2 separate regions of the Bos taurus genome follow, and region 2 is linked to region 1. A link is a contact called in public Hi-C data. All regions are on one chromosome and are shown on one strand. The core of a region is the stretch at or near the end of the contact, and the rest is flanking DNA. Distances in the headings are between cores, read along the strand shown. Region 1 overlaps SLC16A12 (solute carrier family 16 member 12). Region 2 holds the start of SLC16A12 (solute carrier family 16 member 12).

Region 1 (6,209 bases), core at 1,470-3,969:
TAAATCAACTAAACTCCAATATAAAATAAAAATTTTAAAAAGGCAATGTTTTAATAAAATATTTTAGAAGTTTTGTCCAGCTCAGCTTCAAGGGAATTCAGCTCCATCATTCAGAATGATCCAAGAGCAGGCCCTGGGGAAGGGGGCCTGCAGCCATGTCAGTGCTCTACGATCTGAACCCCTGGCCTAGCTCACCAAACCAGGAGTCCACACCTGATCCCCAAGAGCCAACCAAAGGCTGAACCAATTCTACATCGTTTGAACAGGCCATGCATTCTTGCCTGGAAAATCCCACGGACGGAGGAGCCTGGCAGGCTACATACAGTCCATGGGGTCGCAAAGAGTCTGACACGAATGAGCGACTTCCCTTCTTCTCCAATGGGAAAATGAAGTGACTGAGTCAGGCTGGAGCTGGAAGGTGCTGAGTTAGGCTGGAGAGCCATCCTCTGCCATGAGTATACCCAGAGGAGCTAAGAACCGGGAAAGGAAGATCGCAGTTCCAGGGAGACCAATGGTTCTCAACCAGGGACAATATGAGCCATCAGGGGCCATCTGCAACGGCTAGAGACACATTCTGCCATCGCAGTCAGAGTACTTTTTTCAGCATCTGGTAGACAAGTTAAAGGTGCTGCTTCAACCCCACAGTGCACAGCACAGCTCTGCCAAAAAAAAAAGTATTATCTGGCTCAAAATGTCAATTATGACAAGGTTGAAAACTCTGCTTTAGACTCGGAGGAAGCAACCATGTAGCACAAGGAGAGGGTGAGATAGAGGAGTTATTTGCTTTAGTTCCAGAGGCTCCTCAGGCCCCGATTCCAGCTGCTCACAAAGCTGCATAGCTCTTCCAGCCCTAAATTCACCCGAGCTTCTTTATGGTCCATGTTCCTCCTGTCCGTTTATCATTCCATAAAAGTTCCCCTTTACGTTATACCCGTTTGATGAGTTGATGTTTCCTGCAACCAAAGACAACGGCACCCCACTCCAGTACTCTTGCCTGCAAAATCCCATGGATGGAGGAGCCTGGTGGGCTGCAGTCCATGGGGTTGCTAAGAGTCGGACACGACTGAGTGACTTCACTTTGACTTTTCACTTTCATGCATTGGAGAAGGAAATGGCAACCCACTCCAGTGTTCTTGCCTGGAGAATCCCAGGGATGGGGGAGCCTGGTGGGCTGCCGTCTAAGTGGTCGCACAGAGTCGGACACGACTGAAGTGACTTAGCAGCAGCAGCAGCAGCAACCAAAGACACTAGAGCAGGTTTAGGGGAGAGCAACTCAGGATGGTGGAAAGAGTGCTTCAGGCAGAAGAAATAGTATATGTAAAGGCACAGAATTTTAGAAGGCAGGTGGAGAAACACAGCGGGGGAAATGAAGAATAAAACAAAGGAGAGGAAAAATATGAGTCAAAGCACAGAAGCAGCATTAAGCATGGTATGTTTTCATGTAGAAAGGAGAGTGGTCTCACTAGGTCAGCAGGTGCATCCTGGGGAAATTAAAGAAATTAAGTGAAAACGAAGCATCAGACTATACAACTATAATTGGAGAAGGAAATAGCAACCCATTCCAGGATACTTGCCTGGAGAATCCCATGGACAGAGGAGCCTGGCGGGGTACAGTCCACAGGGTCTCAAGAGTCACATACGACTTTGCAACTAAAACAACAAATAAAAACATACAACTACAATACAGGCTTGAGCTTCCCAGGTGGAGCTAGTGCTAAAGAATCTGCCTGAAACGCAGGAGCTGCAGGAGACTCAGGTTTGACCCCTGGCTTGGGAAGATCCCCTGGAGGAGGAAATGGCAACCGACTCCAGTATTCTTGCCTGGAGAATCCCATGGACAGAGGAGCCCATCAGGCTCCTTGGGGTCTCAGGTCCATGGGGTCTCAAGGAGTCAGACACGACTGAAGTGACTTAGTACATAGCATAATACAGGCTTGCATATCAGTGACTCTCTTAGGCCTAATTCATCCTTTGAATGGATAAAAGAAAAAAAAATATCGATGTGTTTGGGAATGTATACTTTCTTGGCAAGCCATCTCTACTCAGTAAAAACATTGCCCTATCAGTTAAAAGAAAAGAAAAGGAAAAAAAAAAAAAAGCAACAAGCAGGATTTCCCCAATATGTGAAATAAACTAAAGCAGAGGCAGAAATCTCTATAGCATTTGTGGCAATCAGACAGAAGTTTTTAATCAATAAGTTCCTTGATTCCCCTTTCTGTACTGTAGGGAGGATGCAGCATTCTCACTGTCTGGCACTGAGGAGGGTCTGACGTAGTACCTAAAAGCCCCATATGACTCACTTTCTTTTTTAATGAAAAAAGAAAAAGTCCACAAAGACTGGGAAATGGGCTTCCCTTCACCTCAGTCAAGGAGAGAGAGGATTCGCAAAAGCATCATTAAATCTTTCTGGGGAAGAAAAAACAAACAAAAGAGGGAAATATACATGTCAATTACGTGACACTGACATGGAACAGAAATAAGTTTAGAAACAAAGAGAGAAAAGGAAATGAATGTTATTAAAGCAGAGGCCCCCACAAGGCTTTGTTTCTCTTTTTCCTTCCTGCTTTCTAACAGGGATAATGTGATTCCCGAGGAAAAGCTGCTTTTGTAGTCAGCAGGTCAAAGGTCTTAGATCCAAAAAGAGTGGATACACAATGTTCCAGGAGAGATGTGTGTGGCTTCCTGGTACTGAATCGACCCCTGCAGGTCAAAAGACACCCGGGATGAAACACCGAACTGTGGAATGAAATGCATACCCCTTCACTGCCAACAGGCAGTTCTTCAAGGGTGGTGGACAGCCACCAGGAACCTTTTGACAGCTGGCTGGGAAGGAGGCCTGGGCTCGGTGGGATCGGTACAAAGGGTCAGATTCCTCTGAGTGAGCACCGCCATCCTGGGGAAAGGCAGCAAGGCTCCTCTAAGAGGAAATAACATCCGGCTGATGCATTGGGTGTTTAAAGGAAATGCCCAGGATGGTGTAGCAAAAAAAGACAACTCAACATTTTAATTTCATAGGTGAACATCATCACCACAACAGCAGACACTACTTTTTGAGCACTTATCTGTGAGCCAACCACTGTGCTAGGAGAGTCACAGACATTAGTTATAGTCATTCAGAAAGGGATCTGAAGGACCTCCCTGGTGGACCAGAGGTTAAGACTCCATGCTCCCAAGGCAGGAGCCCCAGGTTCAATCGATGGTGGGGAACTAGATCCCACACGCCACAATTAACTATTCCACATGCTGCAACAAAGACCTGGTGTGGCCAAATAATTAATTTTTTTTAAAGTATGGTATCTGGATACCTGCACTTCAGCATCAGTGCAGCTTGGCATCATGGTACCACAGTTTTATACGTCAGAATTTCACTGTCCTTTCTGAATTAATGCCGTGCCTATAAAAAGTGCTAATAAGGGCTTAGGAGCCAAACCCATCCCTTCCAAACTGGCAGGCGATGGGAGGGGTTCAGTGAGACTTGGGAAACAAGCTGGCTTTCATTAGTCGGGTCACTGCAATGCCCATGACTGAGACAGCGGCAGTGATAACAAACCGACAGTCCCACCAAAGGATGCCTCAGAAATCTAAAAACACTCCTTCTCTGAGCAGTTTGGAGGATTTTCAAAGAATTACCTCCCTCATGAAAAGGAAGCAGGGGAGCTTCCCTGGTGGCCCAGTGGTTGAGAGTCCACCTTGCAATGCAGGAAATACAGGTTCAATCCCTGGATGGGGAACTAAGAGCATCCATGCCACAGAGCAACTAAGCCCGTGCGCTGCCAACCGCTGAGCCCACACGCTCTGAAGCCCACGCGACACAACTAGAGAGCCCGAGTGCCACAACTAGAAAGTCGGTGTGCCACAACAAAAGATCCTGCAGGACGCAATGAGACTCCGGGTGCCACAGTATAAAAACAAAATTAAAAAAATAAAAGAAGTTCGGAGGAAGAATGACCAGGATGCTGAGCGCTCATGGTGAACCAAGACACAAACTATACCCAGAGATATCAAGATCTGGTTGAACTTATTCTGCACAATATTAGGATAAGTAGAAGCTCTGACGTGACAAGAGTCAGAAATGGGAACTGATACATCCGCAAAGTGACCGGAAAGTCACTTTGCCAACTCACACCCCTGTTGGCACAAGCCTCTTGAAAGGAGTCTTTTGACAGAAAAGAAAGGGTGACTGTACTTCTTACTTTTAAATACTCATCTCTAAAAAATCTGACTATTTTTACAATGGCATTAAATTCTGAAAAATCCTTTGAAATTACTCTTTGTATTGTTTTCAAATCCAGGTCATTTAAATAAGGAATTCATGCTCACCATTTTGTAGACAAAGTATTTTGACCCCAAAGTACTGCCTAATTTGATCATCAATAATGCAAATCAGACTTGGTTCCCAATGACCTTTGATGTTTCCAAAAATTATATTCACCTTCTTGAAGACCAGACATTATTGAGGATATTCAAAGAATAAATTAAAAGTTTAAAGTAGCTTCAAAAAATGAAAGTTCTAAAATATAATGAACAATGATAGCTTGACCTTAAAAGTCCCTAAGGCTACTTTTAAGAGGATAATATCAATTGGATATATATTTCACACTATATTTTTGAGTCAATATTTTACTACATGTATTTATACCTGTGAATATTTAATAAGGTCTGTTATTTCAAATATGCTGAAAAAAGGTATAAAAGTTATTGTTAACTCACCCCTAAAGATATCAGTCCAATGTCTTTTTATGATCATAAAAGTCAGTATAATTGCTGGTCATCATCAAGGAGAAAGTGGAATACACTGAAAAATATAATCCTGCTTGTATCAAACATCAGCATCCATAATGCTGCATATAATTCTGTTCACTTGCAAATAATATATATTTCAATCTCAGAAGAGTCAGATGACTAAAGTGTCTCAAGATATGAAGTCTCCATGTGAAGAGGAATTAAAAAGTAGGGAGTTTCTTCAATAGCAGAGAAATAGATCAAAGAGTGATGGGCTTGAATCTCACAAATTACAGGGCTCAGCCCACCAGACTGCCCCATGCTGGTCTCAGGCCCTGGGGAACCCGTACCTGTGGCTGATCAACTAGATTTCTGGGTGACCACCCCCTTTTCAGGTTCTAAAATTTGCTAGAATGGCTCACAGAACTCAAGAAAACACTACTTACTTTTACTGATTTATTATAAAAGATATAGATGAACAGCCAGATAGAAAGATACATAGGGCGAGGTCCGAAAGGGTCCTGAGTTGGAAGCTTCTGTCTGTGGAGTTAGGGTGTGCCACCCTCCCAGCAAGTGGATGCCAAGTTCACCAGTCCAGAAGCTCTCTGAATCTCTAGTTCAAGAGCTTTTATAGAACTCAGTCTCCAGCCCCACTTCTTTCCTCTCCCAGGAGATGAGTGAGTAGGGCTGAAAGTTCAAATCCTCTAATCACTGAGTCTTTCTGGAGACCAGCCCCACCCTGAGGCTATCAAGCCACCCCTCCAACTGCCACTGCCCCCCTCCAAAATTATCTCATTAGCATAAACTCAGGTGTGCTTAAAAGAGCTTCCCTGGTGGCTCAGTGGTAAAGAATCAGCCTGCCAGTGCAGGAGATGCTGGTTCGATCCCTGGGTCAGGTAGATCCCTTGGAGAAGGAAATGGAACTCATTCTCCAGTATTCTTGCCTGGGAAATCCAAAGGACAGAGGAGCCTTGGACTACAATCCATGGGGTCGCAAAGAGTCAGACACAATTTAGCAACTAAACAAGACAACTAAGTATAACAAAGTACACTCCAATCGCTCAGAAAATCCCAAAGGTTTTCAGGATGCCTTACCAGTAGCTAGAGACAATAACTATGCTTTTTTATTTACTATAAAATTTTATTTTTACTATACCTCAAAGTTTCAATTGAGGTAATGATATAAAATTAATGTGAAATTATATTGTGATGAGCCAGATGACCATCTTTAGAATTTACACCAAAAAACCTCATTTCACATCTCTTGGGTTCCTCACTCAGCTTTGAAAATACAAAAAGGCTGGGAGAGTGAAGATTAAAAAAGAGGCTTTGGGGGAATTCCCTGATGGTACAGTGGTTAGGACTCAGAGCTTTCACTGCTGTGGCCCCAGTTCAATGCCTGGTTGGGGAACTAAGATCCCGAAAGCCATGTTGCAGCTTCAGAAAATAAAGAAGATTTTTTTTTTTTTTTAAAGAGACAATTTCTT
Region 2 (6,395 bases), core at 599-3,098, 45 kb after region 1:
TCTCTTTAAAAATTCCTTTCTCTGAGCACTGTTATAGGTCATCATGTTAATCACAACACACAAACTGTCCTCATATAAGCCACTTTTCCCAAGCCAGCTCCAAAGTCACAAATCACACTCTGAATTCTAACCAATGATCAGCACAGGAAGGTAAGAACCCAAAGAGACTCCAAAGACAGATGAGGATACATTTTATCCATCTGTAGTTTTGATTACTTTTCTTCTCCTGGTGGTTTACCTGTAATGTACCTGCATATTCATCTTCATATTATTATTTAAATACATGCATTTAAGATGTATTATTTAAAATTAAGGGTTTGTATTTTTTAAAATTATCCTAAAAGGCGGTTTGATAGACCTCTCAACTATTTCAGAATCCCACCAGTTTAAAAACAAAAAGATGAAAAAAAAAAAAAAGATGGACAAAAAATAATAACAGGAAAATGACATGATCAGATGACTCTAATCATTAATTTTGTTCTAAATGCCTGAAAGTAATATGGTTTGAAAACTGAACTGAGTTGGAAGGAGAGGGCCTGGATTCTGGTACTGCCTCAGTCACCAATGAACTTAACCAATCCTTGGCAACAGGAATCTGAGCTTCCCAGGCTGTCTGGTGAAGAGTCTGACCAGACGATCTCTAAAAACCTGAACAATTTCCAAGATCCTGTGATTATAAGTGACCAAATCCAGTCATTTAATTACTACTTCTGGGAGGGTCAGACACCATTTGCCTAGTTTGACATGAGGTTTATGGCGAGGCAGTTGATTTTAAAAGCTAGTGATCTCCAAACACCTGATGAGTGTTTCTAAATATGGAGGGTCTGAAGACTCTGCTTCTGGGTTAAGCTGACTGCAGCCACCAGAGTGCCCAACTCTCAGCAAAGAAAAGGTAAGTTAAACTAATTAGAGTCCCTCCAGAATGGAAGGATTGAACCAGTGCCCTAGTAGGTCCCAACTGACTTATTACAAAAAAAAAAAAAAAAAATTTACCAAGAGATTCAGAATGAATGCTGAGTGGTGAAAGCCAAAGGCTAACCAAATAGCCTCAGGACTTACTGGAACCCTGCTCTCAAATTTTGCTTCAAGCACTTTTCCCTGAGTCTGCACTACTGGTATCACTGATTTTGAGGACAAGAAGCAACTAAGAAATTAAGCCAATGGAAATTAAGTAAACATTATCACCTGAGGGAAGGGAAGATCCGAAATAAATAAGATACGTTAGGTACAGAATCCAGAAGGAACCTTGCGCGATCTCTCCTGCACGAGAAGTCGGCATTTGGAAATCACAGGAGGTGAGGATCAAAGCCGCTCCCTGTCCAGCCGCCTGCCCAGAACCTGCCCGAGCACCGGCCCAGCACCGCCGGGGCAGGTGGGCATGTGTCTTTCCCCAACACAACGGGCGCTCCGAGGGACCAAGCTATGGTGGCGGGCTCCCGGTGCGTCGCGGGGCAGCCAAGGGAGCGCCCTCTGCCACCTCCACCCAGCCCAGCCCTAGAGCCTGCCGCCCGGCCGCGAAGGATGCCCGGATCACCTGAGCCACCGCGTCCTGAGAGCGGACAGAGGGTGTGCCAGTGGGCTCCCGGGCCGGTACGCTGGGGATCCTGGTGCCAGAGCGATCGGCGGGAGACTGCGCCCCGGCAGCCCGGTGGGCCAGCCTCCAGCCCTCCGCAGCCCGCCCAGTTAGTGCAGATCCCCCTCTCCTCCCGGCCGCTCCTCTGGCTCACCTCGCGTGGACCGCTGCAGCCCGGGCGGTGGCGTGCGGACATGCCCCCGGGGTGCACCCACCGTGCCGCGTCCCCGCGCGGTGGCCCCTTCCCGGGCCCCAGGCGCCGTGGTCCGCGCTCCCGAGGGGCGGGGAGCGGACGGGGTGGAGGCGCCGGCGGGGCTGGGGCGGGGGCCCCACGGGCAGCGCGGGGGGCGGAGAGCGTGGCAGGGAAAATCCCCGCGCCCAGCCTCCGAAATGCACCCGGGAGTTCAACGCCCCCAGCTCCGCCGTGGACTCTGGCCGGCGGGTGAATGGGATTTATCCAGGGATCCGCTCTACCGGCCGCGGCTTGGCGAGGGGTGAGGGGCCGCCTCGCGGTTATGTAATGGACCTGCCCGCTGTGACCCGAGCCACCTCGCTCCGGACTGCCCGACCCTCCCCGGGAACGGCGGTGCCTTGCTCCTGACCTAGTAGGCAGGCAGAGGGGGCTCGGTATTCTCAAAAAGAACTTTCCCCTGCAGGGTCAAAGAGCAAGCTCTGCTTCAGGAATCCAAGGACTCCCAGAGGTGAACGCGGCAGGGATCTCTGCCCGTGCAGCCCGTCCATTTCACAGCACAGAAAACTGAGGCTCCGACGTGTTTAAAGCGCTGTTTCTTCGAGTTGGAGGACCTAGATTCAACTCTCTCGAAAAGCCATGACCGTAGGCAAGTTACTTAAATCTCAGAGCTCAGTATCTCCACCTGTAAAACGAGGATAATAGTGTCCACTTCCTGTGCTTGATGAGAGGACAAAATGAATGAGGCGCAGGAGCCCGGTATGTAACACACCCCAGTAAAAAATTACTGCTGTTGCTCGTGCTAAGGTTCGCCCCCTCCGCCAACGTCGCTGTAAAGTCGGCTGTCCCACGGGCCTAAAGAGCTGCCCCAGGGACCTTCCTGTAAAGTCCACTTTTTGTCAGGAGCGAAGTCTCTGAACTGAGGAGGTCCGATTCCAACTTCTTGGGGTCTACATGCTTGCTACTCCATAGCATCAGTGTCATCTGGGACCTTGCTAGAAATGCAGAATTGCAGGCCCAACCCCAGAGCCACTTGTAACAAGAATCCCTAGGTGATTTAGTCGGTGGTACTTCAGAGTTTCACAATGAATCCGACTTTTTGGAAAATTTGAGAAGGGGACTAGAAAGTTGTGATGCAGTGGCCACACAATACCTTAGGGTATTTTTAAAAATAGACCGCCAAAGTCCTTCCTCTTGTACATCTGGCTGTTTTGTTTCTTCCCCTCTCCGCAGTTTCCTGTTCTTTATAAATCTGGATGAGCTCTTGTCACTTGTAAAATAAAGATCTAAGTTACCTGAAAGTAAAGGCAGTGAAGATACCTTTAAGGCACACTATAGAGGGACGTCCTTGGTGATCCAGTGGTTAAGACTCCCCTTCCAATACTGGGAGAAGGAGTTCCATTCCACAGGCCCGCAAAACTAGCAAACAAAAAATGCAGCAGAATTTGCAAATAGAACTTGTAAAAGAATTCATTAGCATTGCGTATGGACTTAAAATGTTGAGGTTGCGGGGAGCCCTGAGCTTTCAACTGTGAAGCTCTTTTGGTTAAAGGCTGGAGTACTTTTTGGTTCAGAAAAATACTTTTTTTAGTTAAACATTGCTTTGGGAGGCTGAGAAGCCCCATTTTCCACTTCAATAATGTAGGGTAACCAGTTGTTTTTAAAAGTTTTGAAGAAGAGGAAGAAACCTCACAGGCTTTCCTCCATCTACATCATTTGTCATAGAGGCCCTAGAAAAGCCAAGGACAGTTCTTTTATTTATGTCATGAAGTGTTGGTTGGTTGTGTTTGCTTGTTCAGGTTTAGCTCGGCTGATCCTGTCTCTGACAGAATGATTTTCATCTTTTGAGAGGTGAGTCTTGGTGGATTATTGATGATGGTGCTGATAGAGAAGGTCACTCCCATCTGCCTCCCCCTTCAGGGTCCCCCCCACCCAGCTCCCATGCAAGGATGGTTCCAAGGGGTGGGTGGTGTGGAGGTGGAGTTGGAGAAGATGGAAAGAGGAAAGGAATCTCTTTTCCGTGAGGCCAGAGGAACTGGGAAGGAGGGGGACAGACCCCTCTCCTTGCCTTGGAATCTAATGAGGAAAGAAGGGGGAAAATGCAGCATTTCTCTTAAAGAGTGCTATCCAATAGAATTTTCTGTAATGGTGGAAATGTTCTGTGTCTGTGCAGTCCAAAATGGCTATGAAATGTGGCTTTGTTGTTTACTTGCTAAGTTTGAGACCCTATGGACTCCCCATGGACTCCACCAGGCTCCTCTGTCTGTGGGATGTCCCAGGCAAGAATATTGGAGTGAGTCGCCATTTTCTTCTCCAGGGGATCTTCCTGGACCAGGGATGGAACCTTTCATCTCCCACATTAGCAGGTGGCTTCTTTACCATTGAGCCATCAGGGAAGCCCTAAATGTAGTTATTTACATTTAAATTTTAATCAAAATTCAAGTTTTTTGTGTTTGTTTCTTGTTGCTAGTCCATTGCAGCAATCACATTTCACGCTCTATACCAATATGTAGCTAGTACCGTACTGGACAGTATATCAGACAGTTCCTTCATCACAGGAAGTTCTGTTGGACAGCAGTGCCTAGAGGCCAGGATTTTGGTGAGGAGGTGAACCCACATATTTCACCCTTTCCAAATTCTAGTCAGACTCTCATCTGTCCTCTGGCAAGTGAGGAACTGATCATTAAACCTCAGCCATTGAGTCCTTGTGAGAGTCAAGCTGGAATAACCCATAGAATGTGTTGGTTGTCATGCCCTGCACATAGTTAAGTGTGCAAAAAGTCTTAACCAGTATTAATATTTCACAGTTTTTAAGTTTTATTAGTCAAGTAACCTTTTGCTGATGTGCTGAGCTGCTCTGGTCCCTCAGTGACCATCTATAGCTGTGCTCCAGCCCCCTCCGTTAGCTTCTTCCTCCCCTTTGTGAGCTGGGCACTACCTTTGCTCTTTTGGCCTGGAGATGCAGCCTACTTGGTCAAATCCCTACCATTTGTGCCCAATAAATAACAAATGTGTGAACTAAAGTCACAGTGTACCATGGTTCAGGGGAATCAATTGTCAAATGAGATTCTCAGAAGCATGACACCTTAGGGTACATCCATTATAGAAGGAGTTGTTTGTTCCTGTTATTTGGTCAAACAAGGATGTGTGGACTCAGCAGAGAGAAACGAGAACATTGGCTCCAGATAAGTAATATCTGGGCTGTCCACGTCAAGCTGGAAGCTACCAGGAGGTTGGAGGTGGAGGCGGATGGAAACATGAAGCTTTTACCTAAATAGAATTTGAAAGTTCATTTCCATGGCTAATAAGGAATCCAAGGATAAACTGTAAACAGCATAAAAAAAGATGCAAGTATTTTATGCCGTCAGGTATGCGAATGAGGGCAGTGCACAGAATGGGAAATCGTGAAATTCTCCGCAGAACACCAGGAAACAGCTTTCTGAATATCCGGCTTCTCAAATTCTTTCTCTTTGACTTCTTTAATAAGATCACATGCTGTGGGCACCTTTCAGATTCCACTTTGTGTATTGTCTTCCCTGGTTCCTGTTCCATCACATCACTTCTTCTGAAAGTTTTAGAATTCAGCATCTATTTCTCTGCTTTTCTTTCTTCACCCAAATCCTTACTCCTGCCTTGTCATGACAGTGACTGAACACCTGCCTGTCAGAGGCTGTGCATTCCCAGTTCTGACCTCTCTCTGAGCCCCCAGGCCTCCAGTGGATATCGTCACTTAAATCTTCCCCACCCCATCACTTCAAATGTTAATTTATCAAGAACTTGCTAGCTGGGTGACCTTGGGTAAGCTGAATAACAAAACTTCCGTTTCTTCATTTATGAAACAGCAAAATAGCACCTTCCTTCTAGGGCTATCTCGAAGGTTAAATCAGACATATATAAAAAAATAAAAAGAAAAAAAAGAGACGTATGTGTGAGTACCTAGCACAGTAGCTAACGTATTGCTGTTTTTGTTGTTTTAGACCCACAATCATGTACGACTCTTTGTGACTCCAGGGACCTTAGCCCACCAGGCTTCTCTGTCCATGGGACTTCCCAGCCAAGAATACTGGAATGGGTTGCCATTTCCTTTCTCAAGGGGTCTTCCTGTGTTGGCAGGCAGTTTTTTACCACTGAGCCACCTAGGAAGCCAGCTAGTGCATAGTAAGTACTTAATCCATGTTAGCAGAATGATTCTCAGTAGCCAAGATAGGGAAACAAACTTTGTGTCTGTTGATGGATTAATGGATAAAGAAAATGTGATATATATGTATATTATTCTCATAATAAAGAAGATCCTGCCACTTGCAACTGTATGGTTGAACCTGGAAGACAATTTGCTGTATGAGTAAGCCAGACACAGAAAGACAAATACTGTATAATCTCACTTACATGTGGAGGCTAAAAAATTTAAGTTCATATAAGCAGAGAATAGAACAGTGGTTGCCAAGGCCTGGGTGCCATGGGAAGTGGGGAGATATTGACCAAATGGTATGAAGTTTTAGTTATAAGATGAGTGAATTCTGGGGATCTAATGTACAGCGTGGTGATTATAGTTAACAGTACTGTATTTTACAGTGAAATTTGCAAAGTGAGTAGATTGTAAATGTTTTTACCACACACAAAAAGGTAATTGTG

The links. Hi-C and Micro-C count contacts between places; a contact is called where the count stands out from the background.
Region 2: a Hi-C map of skeletal muscle shows a contact between it and region 1, with 2.8 times the contacts expected there. The contact joins the promoter of SLC16A12 here to the enhancer-like site in region 1. A contact is called at or near these places in 2 of 11 Hi-C or Micro-C datasets (liver and skeletal muscle).

Annotation. Positions count from the first base shown.
Region 1 is chr26:11,158,067-11,164,275 of ARS-UCD2.0, forward strand. All of the region lies in intron 1 of SLC16A12 (solute carrier family 16 member 12), which reads right to left. Among named protein-coding and RNA genes, the nearest start is that of SLC16A12, 45 kb to the right of the region's middle. Within about 2 kb of position 2,720, at least 4 of the 102 cell types and tissues checked have an H3K27ac peak or open chromatin away from gene starts, as enhancers often do. A contact at or near this core is called in liver and skeletal muscle, where this site is marked.
Region 2 is chr26:11,204,365-11,210,759 of ARS-UCD2.0, forward strand. SLC16A12 (solute carrier family 16 member 12) reads right to left here and starts at 1,849. Exons shown (of 7, transcript XM_024985891.2): 1 at 1,728-1,849. LOC100847358 (a long non-coding RNA gene) reads left to right here and starts at 604. Exons shown (of 4, transcript XR_009492956.1): 1 at 604-892; 2 at 2,230-2,522; 3 at 5,741-5,921.